Regions from separate parts of the Mus musculus genome. Here all the other regions are linked to region 2. A link is a contact called in public promoter capture Hi-C data. All regions are on one chromosome and are shown on one strand. Each heading gives the region's core, a stretch centred on a gene start, on an enhancer-like site or on the middle of the called end of the contact. The rest is flanking DNA. Distances are from core to core; before and after follow the strand shown.

Region 1 (3,985 bases), core at 685-3,184, 260 kb before region 2:
ACAGAGACCTGCTCATCCTTAGCTACCCACTTCTGTGAGAATAAAGTGGTCCAGGTGACACAGTTCAGAAATATGACAAAGCACTTAAACTGTAGATGGTACTGTTGTCCTTACAGTTTCTTCTCTTCAAGATGGCATGTGATGTCTTCAAGGCATTGAAACACTTAACTAAAGCTAAACCACCATTCTCTGTATATCAAGGTACTATGTCCTTATTGATGCTTTAGAATATCCATTCTCCTTTCTGGCTTCCATCTTATTATCAAAATGAATCCAACATGGCTTTCTTAGGCTTTGTAATAAATTCTCAGGGTAGCAGGCTCAAGTTGGTATCATGTCATTGATGTAAGCATAAGTGTCTCTCTCCCTTTCCCTCCCACTCCTCCTCCCCTTCCCCATCCTCCTCTTCCTCTCCCTACCCTCCATGCCACCATCCTTTCCTTCCACCCTCTTTTTCTCTCCCACCAGTCTTCTTATGTCTCTCTCCTGTCCCTGGAATCTATAAGAACCTATAGAAATTGCCTGTTCCCACACATGCCAGAATCCAAAGCCCCTGAAATCCTGACCAAGGCATTATAAGCAAAAGAATCTCTTTTGGTATAGCATTGGAAATGTAAATGAGCTAAATACCTAATAAAAAATGGAAAAAAAAAAAGAGTCAAATGTCAAAAAAAAAAAAAAAGGAATCTAAGGAGCACCAGGACAATTTTTAGTCAGCCTACTATGCACCCAAACTACAAGCAGAATTCCCAGTGCTACTCAACCTGTTTTTACTCAACACTGAAAAAGAATGGTGTTTTTTTTCTACTTTTTTATAGCTCTTTGCTCTAAAGAAACAGTGTATTGAAGCTACTATGATTTCTGAAGCTTTGTATTCAGTAAAGAAGTGTTTCATTGACCAAGTCCCCATGATGCAATTAGCCTTCTCCAGTGAGAAATATCATAAAGAGATAGGAAAAGGTAGAGGTTCCTATAGGGATTTCATAACCAGGGGTGGGGGTAGGAGGGAAAGAATTTACTTTTCCACTGTGACCTTGGCCTCTCTGCTACAGATAAACCTGGACAGACAGATTTTTCAGCTGCTGTTTGCCTCAAAATCTGATTCTGCAAAAAGGAGAATCATAAATTTTTCCTCTGATAAGAAGGTTAAGAGAGCATGGAAATGCTGTCTTCCTCTGTGTACAGGGATATCCAATATTAAAAATTCGTAGATATTTTTCTTCTAAACTTTTAAAACCTTATATGTCTAGGAAGAAACCTTTTCAGTTAAGCCATTATAAAACAAAGGCTTAGCATACTTGGGGGCGGGGGGGGAGTATTCCTTGTGTACATAGAACCTGCTTCTTTCAACTCAGACCATTAGCAATAAAATCAAGGCATAAACTAAACTATGATAACTTTTTTAAGTGTACCCTTTTCCTAGTAGTACACTTATAGTTTATATGTCCGTAGAAACTGGAGTCATTCTTCATATTGGATAAATATCACCTCCACCTTACTCAGAGAAGATTAAAAATAATCATTTGCCATATCAATGGATTCTATGGTAAAGCACTTTTTTAATAAACAACTTTGTTCGAAGCTGTATTTGCCCTGTCAGCACCACATTGGCTTCGCTGCAAAACTGTGTCCAGTGCATTATCATCAGACACAAGAAACAGGGGTGTTACCTTCACAGAAAGGAGCCTGATGCCAGGTCTGGAGAAGTCCCACTGTCGCTTCGTAGTCACATTGGCAAAACCAAAGCCACTCTTCAGGGTCTTCACCACTTTGCAAGCTGTCAAAATCCTCGTCATTTTGAAGATGTTTTGTGACTAAAATTAAATCACAAATATCTCATGAGATTTTGATGTCCAATTTGTTTGTAACCAGTGTGAAAGAAAGCTGTGTGGCGACAGTACAGTTGAGGCTGTAGGCTGACTGCACAGCGATCTTTGACTCCCCATTCATTCTGCCATTAAATAACCTATCTACAGCTCCTCCTTTCCTTAGCCCCTCCTCCCAAGCTGATGTCCAGAGATGTTCCAATGGACATGTCATACAAATTGCAACATAACAAGTGGCACCTTCTCCTGTGGAAATCATGATACTGCTGTAGCAAGCAAGCTAGCCATCAAAGGAGTTGCTTATGTAGCTGAATAACATGACCCAGGCATGGTAAACAGCCTTAGGTGTACTCCTTCTTCAAAGGGCAGTACCTTGCTAATAATGCAAAAGATCAAACACTTTGCTAAGTTGGAAATGGTGCCTCATTCACTTCAGAATCCATTTGGATTTCAAGAAAACCCAAATATGGAAAAGGTTTCTGCTTGAAAAAGGATGATGGAAACCACATCCAGTAAAGAAAATATCAAAACAAACATTCCTCTACAAATATACAGAAAACATCTGAGTTACTTGGGAAGAGAAACTACTAATGAAGTAATATATTATATTTCTATTACAACACTCTTCTTCATTCTAGATTTTAAAGCTATTGGTAACCCTAATCAGAACACAAGGGAACAAAGGAATTTACTGTGTATCTCCAGATCTCTTAAGCCTGTAAAAATGAGAATAGAACAATGGGAAACAATTTAATATAAACATTAATCTCAATTATTTAGTGATTTAAGTATCACCTAAGATAATGCAAGATTTGGGCATTTGTGTTTTGACCTAAATACAATTACTCAATTCATGCTTTAGCCACAGGTAAGAGTGGGCAGTCAAAGGGTCACATTGGCTAGCAGGGCATCTCACTTAAGCCAAGGCACATAAAGAGAAGGCAGCCCCACAGCATCATTGCCAGACAGCCTTGAAGGCCAGGAAATGTAAGCTGTGAAGACTTACTCCTTAGGATTTCCATAGTGAAGGTGATGACATAAAGGTATGTTAATTTCACTGACATAGTGTCAATGCTGGAAGGGAAAATACGAACCCACAAATAAGTATCAAAGCAGAGCTTAAATCCTCTGTCTTGATGCATTAGTATAGAAACATTCACTGGGGTCAAACTATTTGAAAAAATAGTTAAAATTCTTAAACTCAAAATAGAAAATTCATACATTGGGACTCCACACGCAACCTCAAGATTGGAAAGCCCGGAAATGGATAAATAATGAATAAAATGGTGAGTGTCTTTGGAATTAAGTGCCCAGATAGACTAGAACTTACAACCAAACTGTCAAACATTATGACATGAAGGAGGAAGCTTACACTTGGGCAAGTCAAAGGGGTGGGGCTTAGGACATGATGGGTAGGGATCACGAAAGTCAGGCAAGAAAAATTTAAAAGAATAGTACACTTTCATGAAAGACATTCTTCATAATATTTTGAATTTTTCCCACATTGCTATGATTCTTTCCTTACATAAGCTGCATACATTCAGCTAAGGAGGGTGTCCAGAATATATCACGGACACAGATGATGGGCCTTGTCTTAGAAAATTTACTGCTTATAAGCCAGGACATTGTGGGTCTCTACGTTTATATAATTCATTTGTCTGGAAAAGTAAAATTATTTTACACAGTAACTTTCCCTCTGTTACTCATGCACTTACCATAGTTGTCACTGTCTATAGCTTTATTATTTTCTTGTATGTAATCCCACATAGAGAAATAAAATCAAGGCATTTATCACATTTGGAAGAATTACAAACATTCCTTTTAATTTAATGCTCAAAAAGCATTTTATTCTTTTCCATAAATTGAAATGTAAATTCATTTTCTCTCTCTCTCTCTCTCTCTCTCTCTCTCTCTTTCTCTCTCTCTCCCCTCCCTCCCTCCCTCCCTCCCTTCTTCCCTTCCTCCCTTCCCCTCCTTTGCTGGGGATATGGTTCAAATGAAGGGCTTGCAGCTAAAATCCCATTGCTGCAATCTTAGGAATCTTAGAATCTTAGGAAGCTCATGGATCCACTAGCTTGGCATACATGGTGAAAACTGTTTCATACTAGGTGGAAGATGAGGACCAACACATGAGATTATCTTCTCACCTCTATTCATAT
Region 2 (4,336 bases), core at 1,173-3,672:
CCATTATGCCCTAAAATGAGGTGAATAAAGAGTAACTCGGAGTCACTACTGCTCAGCTCATTTTCTTTAGGCCATCAGTTTTCTGCTTTCATCTCACTCTTTGATGTAATATTCTCCTTTTCATTAAAAATAGTAATTATATGCCTGTATGTTTGTGTAACTAGTAGTATGTTTAGTGCCTGTGAAAGACCTCAGAATCTTTCCAAGTGGAATTACAGAAGGTGTTAGTCACTATGTGAATGCTAGAAATTGAACCCCAAACCTCTGGAAGAGCAGTCAGTGCTCTTAATCACTGAGCCATCTCTCCAGCCCTTGCTACTCCTATTTTCATAGCTGTTCGATGGCCCCTTTTGAAAGCATGTATTTTATTGTCTACAAGGTCAAATGTTTATGGTTAGAAGAAACTCAGTCTTTATGGAATGAAAGAACGAATGAATATGTATTTTTGCCCTCCTCAACCATAAGCACTCTTCACTTCCTATCACACCAAATGTAAACTACCTGGTTAGATACTTAGTACTCATTTAAAAATGCCAATCATTGCCTGCCAGTGACCACTGCAGACCTGTGAGCCTGGCCCTTTGCAAGAACTGATCCACTAAATCTCCAAACTGAGAACTTCAAATCCAGGAAGTTGCAGACATAAATTTGCACTATACTCTCTGCTAAGGTCTTGCCCAGAGATTATCTCCCTCTTGGCCTGGATTTCCTACTTTCCAACATAAACTTTCCAGTTAGACAGGTTCCTTTGCCCATCGATTCCTTTCTTCCATCTGGAGAGCTTTCCTGATTTCCCCATCACATCTTTTTCCTAATTTTCTTTTAATGCTCAAGTTTAGGCTGCCATTGACATTTCAATAACTAAAAGCATGCCCTTCCTTCGTCATCGTGGCAAATGTCAGAAGCCCTACTTACTCAGATACTAAGGCAGGAGGATTGTTTAAATGTGCAGAAGTTTGGGACAGTTGTCTGCGCAATACAAAGAAACCCTGCCTCATACCCTCTAAAAAGGCATGCCTGTAGAACTCTCAAGCAATATGTGTAATACTCCTACAAGAGAAATATGGCTCAAAGGGGTTTGTGAAATCCTGGTTATTGTTCAACCTTTCATATCATTAGAATACAGCTGATCCTACACTTACAAGCTTGTTTCTTATATGTATGTGTAAGGCCTGAGTCCGATCCCCAGGAATAAGTGTACACACACACACACACACACACACACACACACACACACACACACTACTTGTTTGTTTTTATTTTATAAAAGGAAACAATAACTTCATGATAAACCAGATGAACAGGATCTTAAACAAACGTGCCTCCAGTTAGCCTTAGCAAGAATGCAACAGAGCAAGGACACACACCATTTGCATTAATTCTGCCACTAGGAAACCCGGGGAAAAAAAAAAAAAGACAAAACAAACAGCCCCACCCCCAACCAGATCAAGTTACTCCTAGAAAATAAACGACTCTTCTGAGCATTTGTAAACATAGCCCTAGGGAAGCAGAAAGACAGGTAGATCACTACCAAACCGGCTAGCCAAATCTATAAACTCCAGGTTCAGTGAGAAACCTGGAGGGCAATTGATGAAGACATCTGATAGGAACTTCTGGACTCCACATGAGTGCACGACAGACAGACGACACACATGAATGAAATGTAATCTAAAATTATTTTTTTAAATAAAAAAAGACTATGTTTTCCAGATTGTTGGTGCCGTGAAACCCTAAAGCTTTTCTTTGAAACATTTCTGTATGTCCTACTCAGTGGGCTGTCAGTAGTTGATTGCTAACACAAAATGTCTTTCACTTTCACTATTTCAGATTCCGTAACTGTTGTTATTAGAAAGGCCCCCTTGCCTCCTTAGAAATCGATGTAATGTACACATTCTTTAGAGTTCAAAACCTGTCAGGCATTTCCCATTACAAATCATCAAATCCATAAACCCAAATAATACATGTCCTTGAATTGAACCAAAACAACAACAAAAAAAGGAAACAACCATATGCGAGTTCAAGTACTATTGGAGAATTGAACCAATTGTTATTCCGTTATCAAATATACTTACTTATTTATTTTCAAAGAGTAGCTACAAACGTTTGCAAGGAAAAAAACAAAACCAAAACAAACAAAAAACCCAAACCAAATCAGCACAATCCTTTACAGTGAGTACTCATACATTTATCGACATTCAGAGAGCTTTCCGAAGTTAGAAAATTAACTCCATGCACCTTTCAGTGCGGGGGTGGGACGACTCTCCAGGGAACCCTCGCTCAGCCCTGCAGCCGGGAGGGGAGGGCGCACGGGGCGTCGCGCAGAGCCTGGCGCAGACCCCGCCCGAGCTGGCGGCACCGCCCTGCGGCCCGCAGTTGGCTGTCCCCGAGGCCCGCCCCACCGTCCCGCCGTCCGGCCGCCCCTCTGTCCGCCTGCCCCCGCCGCGGAGCCCGCCAGTCCCGTCCGCCGCCGTCCATCCCGCCATGGCTGCGCGCCTGCTCCTCCGCTCCCTGCGCGTCCTGAGCGCCCGCTCGGCGCCACGCCCGCTGCCCTCCGCCCGGTGAGTGCGGGTACAGCCTGGGGTACCGGCAGCCGGGGCGGCGGAGCTCTGGGGATGGGGTGTGACGCGCTACGGTCAAGCCGGGGCGACGCGGCCGGAGGAAGGGACCGGGCCTTCTCTCCGGAACCCGGGGCTGCCCGCTGTGGCGTGGAGAACTCGGGGTGTCCCCACCACGGTCCGCCGCGCCCCAAAAGGCAAGGCAACCCCTAATGCTCGCTCCAGGCCTGGGCCCCGCCCCACGTCCTACAGTGTCCCGTGAACTGACTTTGAAAGTGTTGTCCCAGCTTTAGCGGGAGCGATCACCCCCTGGGCGCTCTGCCACCGAGTAGTGCGACCTTTAGCCCAGTTGGAACGGAGACTGGGGACTGCCACCTGACAGTGAACTTGGGACTTGGTGTGCGGAGGCGGGGACCGGAAGACCAGAGCAACTTCAATCATCCCGACTCAGGCGTCCAGGCGTAGGCCCCATCTGATAAATTAGTTGTACACTTATTACTAAATCCTTAAACTAATTAAATGTAGAGGGATTAATGGGCAGCTCCCAAGAGCTTTAGAGACTTTTGGGGGTGTTTATACTGAGATCAAGTTTTACCTGTCTAAAAATCCATTCCTTGGATAAAGCAGACTGGAAGTGTAAAGCTTTGTTAATTATGGTGGCAGGACATTTAAATGAGCTAATTAGCACATTGTTGCGAAGTACAATACAGTGCTGTGGTAAAGCTTATCCATCCGGAGGAGACTTGGGAAAGTTCCGAGGACTTTAAGATAGGAATGCTTTTCTATTCTCCGGAGGAAGTGATGTTCTGACGCTCTTAAAATTAGAGCACCCTGAAGATGAACAGAGACACCTGCATCGGTGGCAAAGGACAGGCCAGCTGACTCATTGCTGGATGCTGCGAAAGGGTGTGTTCCTATTGTTCTAGCTTTTCTTATTTCTTTTTATGTTAATAATATTTCTGTATTTTTTTAATTAGAGAACCCCCCAAATGATCTTATTTTGATTCAAGTGTGGGAAGAAGCTCTGCCTTACAGAGGATTATTGGAGAATGGTCAGTGAGCCAGGAGCTATAGTTTTATCGTCACGGGTTTCTTAAAGGGTTATGAGTATAATGGCCAACGATCCAGTTGAAAGGCAGTCTGAGTCAGCATTTATGGAGCGAGGCCTAGGCTGAGCCCAAGAACGTTTACATCCAGCTGCCAGGGCCTGAGTGTGCCAATGGGTCATTTCATTTAGTCTGACTTTTTTTTATGTAAATGAGGCTTTAAAGCGGTGGCCCAGGCCTGTAATTCCCCCTCCACACACACTGGAGGCAGAGGCCAGGGGATCATGATGAATTTGAAGCTTCCTTGGAGCTGCTTAGTGAGACCCTGACTTAAAAGACAGAGAAAACAACGGACACTAGCCTGAAGGCTATTGATTTGTTCAGTACAGGTGTCTCCAAACTGAAAATTGATGTTTCACCAAACTTAACTGCCAAGTAAATGATAGCAGGAAAGTGTTTATTTATGCATTTCTTTTTTCTGTAGTTAGAAATATTACATTTTTTTTCTTAGCATATTATAGGGTGTACCATTTTAAGACCCAGACAGATTTACACACAAGTTCTCTACTTTATAGTGATAAACAATTCCACCTGAATCTCAGAAGCCTGGTATTCTAATCTCAGCGTTGCTTTTACACGGAGGACAAATATATACTTTAAAATGCTTACCTCATAGCAATAAATTGAAAGCAGTCATCTCAGTTATTAGGGATAAAATAAACTTTGTTGTGATCT
Region 3 (4,090 bases), core at 746-3,245, 400 kb after region 2:
GGCTCTCCTCTCAATATGGGATGTCTTCCTGTACACCTTGTGTCTTTGCCCATGCATCACATTAACAATTAAGCCTTATCTAATCATTGTCTATGAAATAACCCCCTTACCACATCTCTTCTGATATACTTTGTTACTTTTCTCCACAGTGTGTCTCACCATCTATCTTATTAAGTATTTTATGTATCTAGTCGTCTGTGTTCTTTCTGCCTCCTGCTAGTGTGTAAACTCTGGGCTTTGTTTATGTCTTTGCCCTACCCCAACAGGATGGAACTATGTCTGGTACATGGTAAATGCTCACTGATATTTGTCAGTTGAAGTAACTTTTGGCGTTAATAGGATTCAGTCTTTCCTCGGGGTAAATTATCATACAGAGAGAATATGGAAATAATCATTAAATGGTGAGAATCACATACCACACAAGAGGCTTCATATTGCTTCCCCAGTTTAGGCCTCAAAAATGCACTGAAAAATTAGTAAAGGTTTTTGTTATAAACATGAGCAAAACTATTTTTAAGGCATCTCTATGACATATTTTTCAATGACTAGGGCATGGCGGTATGAAACTCAGACTTCATGCTTCTGTATCGCTTGTTGATGAGCAGATATTGGATAGCTGACAACATTTGCTATTACACATTAATTACACACACGAAAAAGACTTTGCTCTTCATAATTTCCCATGCCGCTCTTATTTTGAAGACTTTTTTCTTAACTATTAAAATTCTAAATCGTCCATGGTCAGAATTGGTGCATTCCCCGTGCATGCAGTTATCTTTCAAACTGAAAAATGAGCTCGGATGTGGGTCATAATTCCCAGCGTCTTATTTTTATATGTACTCAATTTCTAAAATAACGAGAAAGCCCTTTACTGTTTATTGGCCGGGGTGTCAGGCCTGGCCAGGTGAAAGAAATCTATCAAAAATCATTTTGCCCAGGGGCTTTAACCATGAAGACGAGGCTGGCTGTATCCAAGCAAACATGGTTAACAAGTGGGCACAGCAGACATGCCAAACAAGCTAGAAAACAACAGGTCACCAGGCAAGGATTACAGCAGGAGATGGAGGGGGAATTGGAGGCGCAAGCTGGTTCAGTCCCAATTACCTTCCTAGCTCCCCGCCCCCTCTGCCCAGGCTCTCTGCCCTCCCATCCCTACCTCCTCAATAATGTATATATTTATTAGAAAACTGACAATCTGCTTGTTGTCAAACTTCAGTGAGATCTATCTATATTTTTTCATGCGTGCTTTTAAGTGGGTGCAGAGGGCTGTCTTTCCACCCTAGAGACGTTGCTAGCTGCAGGCTGCGGCACGGCCTCAGTGGCGGGGTTGGTTGCGGTGGCGACGACCCGGCGACCCCCCGAGCGCCACCTCTTGCCCCGCGCCCCTCACCTGGTTTGCCGCCACAGGAAGGTCTGGATGGGCAGAGGGATGCCGCGGCCGCCGTCCTGCTCCTGGCCCTCGGAGCTCTTCCTCTTCACCATGATGGTGGCTCCCGGGAGTCCTACCGCAGAACCCAGCGCGGGTTCCTCGCCGGCCGCCGCCGCCTCCTCGTCGCGCTGCTCCCCCCAGCTCTCATCCCCTCCTTCCCCGAGGCAGAGGCGGCTCTCCTCGCCGCCGGCCCCCGGCTCTCGCCCCTTCCCCCAGCCCTCCCCGCGCGCGGAACATGGCTGATGGAGGAGGGGAGGGCCGGAGGAGCGGCGCGGCGCGGAGGGGGGCGCTCGGAGCAGACGGCCGGCCCGCCGCCCCCGCGCCCTGCTTTCAGCACCTCCCACTGTGGACAGCGGCCCGCGCGGGGCAGCCCAGCCGCGGAGCAGAGCCGGGGGCCGGGGCTGCAGCTGCGGGGTGGCCGCGGGAGTCCACGCTCCGCATGGCACGGGCACGCCGGTCCCCCACGCGGCCTCTTCGGCACCCAGGGTTCTGCTTGCTCCTCTCGGAGTGCACCCCAGCAGTGTCCCCTGTCCTGCTTCCCAACCTCTGCGTCCGAAGGAAGGACTGTCGACCTCTGGGGAGGAGGAGCTTTGGAGAGCCGCAGAGCTCTGGCATCATTCGCACCTCTTGCAAAGAGGTCAGCAGTCCATCTCGGGTTTAGCAAGAAGGCAGGGGGGAATTGCTAGAAAATGAAATCAGGGCAGGAGGCTGGCTTGGCAAGTGGGAGGAAACTGAGAAGTTTTCCTATGTGAGAATTTGTTTTTACTGATAACTGCGAAGAAGTCTCCCGGGCTTGATTTACTAAAGCAGGGTGGGACAAACTACCCAGCTGTGGGTTTCCGCTAGTTGCAAACTGGGAGGCAACGTTTGAATCACACGAAGCATTATTTTTATAGGTCGTTAAATGCACTTTGGTGATCTTGTTCTCACTGCTGCCATGTTCCTTCCGTGTATAAACGTCCGCGTAATTTATAGCTGTATTCCTTTAACAAGTATTATCTAACATTGAGGCAAGTGGGGGTGAGGTGAGGTTGGATGACGCAGCCCGACTTCAAAACCAATGCTGTAGACTTATCTATTTGCAAACATTCAAAACAAAAGAAAACAAACAACATACAACAACAACAAAACATAGCAAACATGTTATTTAAACGGAGATGAGTGTACAACTTGAAATGACAAGTCAGATCTTCGGCCTTTATCTTAGGAGCTAGGACATGACATCCTCTGTTAACAACTCGCATAACCCACATGGAGAAAACTATGATACATAGTGATCTTAAGGACCCAGAAATAAACTTTTTATTTACCTTCTTGAAGGTAAATAAGGATCTAAAAAATAAGTATTTTACTTTAGATAGTGTCTTGCTAGGGAGCCCAAGCTTCCCTCAAACAATCACCTACCTCCCATCTCATTTGTCCTAGTGCCAGGATTGGAGAGATGCACACCCAGCAAAATATAGATCTTAAAACATACTAAGATAGAAACCAGATAAAGTGTGTTTGATGGATATTTATTAAGTGTATTTATGCCAGGAACTGTATTTATGTTGATTCCTGTTCACAAAAGGCTCCCAGTGTTTAAGGGAAGACAGCCATATGCAGAGAAGAGTTTATAGCAAACATGAGCATAAGTTCAGTTGTGAGCAGACAAGGAAGAAGATACAGGCAGGTATCGGTTGTTGGAAAGGAACCTTCCTGCCAGTGAAATGAAATCGTGAAATGAAATCGTCCTTTCCTTTTTGTGTGGTTGATGTGAAAAGGGTAAACAGGGGAACTAGAAAAGTGTGCTTTGATAGCCCAAGTCAATGTCGTGATACAAAATTACAAGCTAGACATAATAGGACGTGATAGACAAGTGGGTATGGGGTGGGGGTGGGGGACCAGCAGAGGCAAAGTACTTAAGGTTTGAACTAGATGGTTTGGGCTCTAACCCACTGTGTGCTAGATATATACCCTTTGGAAAGAAAAAGCTTTGCCAAGGCCTCTAATGATGACAAGATGCTAATAGTCTATTGACTATTCTGCCATCAGAAAATACCAACCAAATCTTCAAGTTTTGACAATTAAATAGATAGTGATTTCGTTTAAAAAGAAGAAAAGAATATGCAAGGAAGGGCATGTGCCTGAGTATGTGGTGGTGACTGTGGGGATGTTAACAAGTTATTCTGGGTTCTTCATTGTAAATTCCAACGACCATCACGAGGAGTCAGCTACACAGGTACATGTGGACTTCAGACGACACAGTAGGAAGACCGATTTTGTGGTTTATATTATATAGAATGTCACTGAAACTTGATAGTAGATGAGATTCAGGTTAATATGCAGGAGATAAAAGATGAACTTGATTTGGAAATATAGGAGATATCAGCTTTAGTATATGATCAGAAAGGACACTGTCAAAAGGAGACAGCTTAGGCTAAAATAATGTCCACTAGTAGAATTCGAAAGAAGTCTCAAAGACTCCCATTCTTTTCTGTTCCCACATATTTTCTCCTAGAACCTCAATGAAACTCTACTTTGAATGATGCTATGAAATGGTTTATACAAACCTTCTGTGTTTAACAATATTAATAGGCTTTGTGTTTTAGATAAGTTTCAAGCTAATAATTAATAATAATAATAAAAAAGAACAGACACTGCCAAGTTCCCATATTCTCC

The links. Promoter capture Hi-C pulls out the DNA fragments that hold promoters and counts their contacts.
Region 1: a contact with region 2 is called in a promoter capture Hi-C map of liver, with 2.8 times the contacts expected there. The contact joins the promoter of Cps1 here to the promoter of Acadl in region 2. A contact is called at or near these places in 6 of 39 promoter capture datasets (3T3-L1-derived adipocytes, embryonic stem cells, hippocampal neurons and 2 more) and 1 of 9 other capture datasets (pancreatic islet).
Region 3: a contact with region 2 is called in a promoter capture Hi-C map of embryonic stem cells, with 4 times the contacts expected there. The contact joins the promoter of Unc80 here to the promoter of Acadl in region 2. A contact is called at or near these places in 3 of 39 promoter capture datasets (cranial neural crest, embryonic stem cells and stem cell-derived epiblast-like cells).

Annotation. Positions count from the first base shown.
Region 1 is chr1:67,120,976-67,124,960 of GRCm38.p6, reverse strand. It overlaps Cps1 (carbamoyl-phosphate synthetase 1), which reads right to left and starts at 1,934. Exons shown (of 38, transcript NM_001080809.2): 1 at 1,671-1,934. The coding sequence starts at 1,796.
Region 2 is chr1:66,861,395-66,865,730 of GRCm38.p6, reverse strand. Acadl (acyl-Coenzyme A dehydrogenase, long-chain) reads left to right here and starts at 2,422. Exons shown (of 11, transcript NM_007381.4): 1 at 2,422-2,558. The coding sequence starts at 2,482.
Region 3 is chr1:66,465,839-66,469,928 of GRCm38.p6, reverse strand. Unc80 (unc-80, NALCN activator) reads right to left here and starts at 1,995. Exons shown (of 65, transcript NM_001368824.1): 1 at 1,391-1,995; 2 at 417-465. The coding sequence starts at 1,482.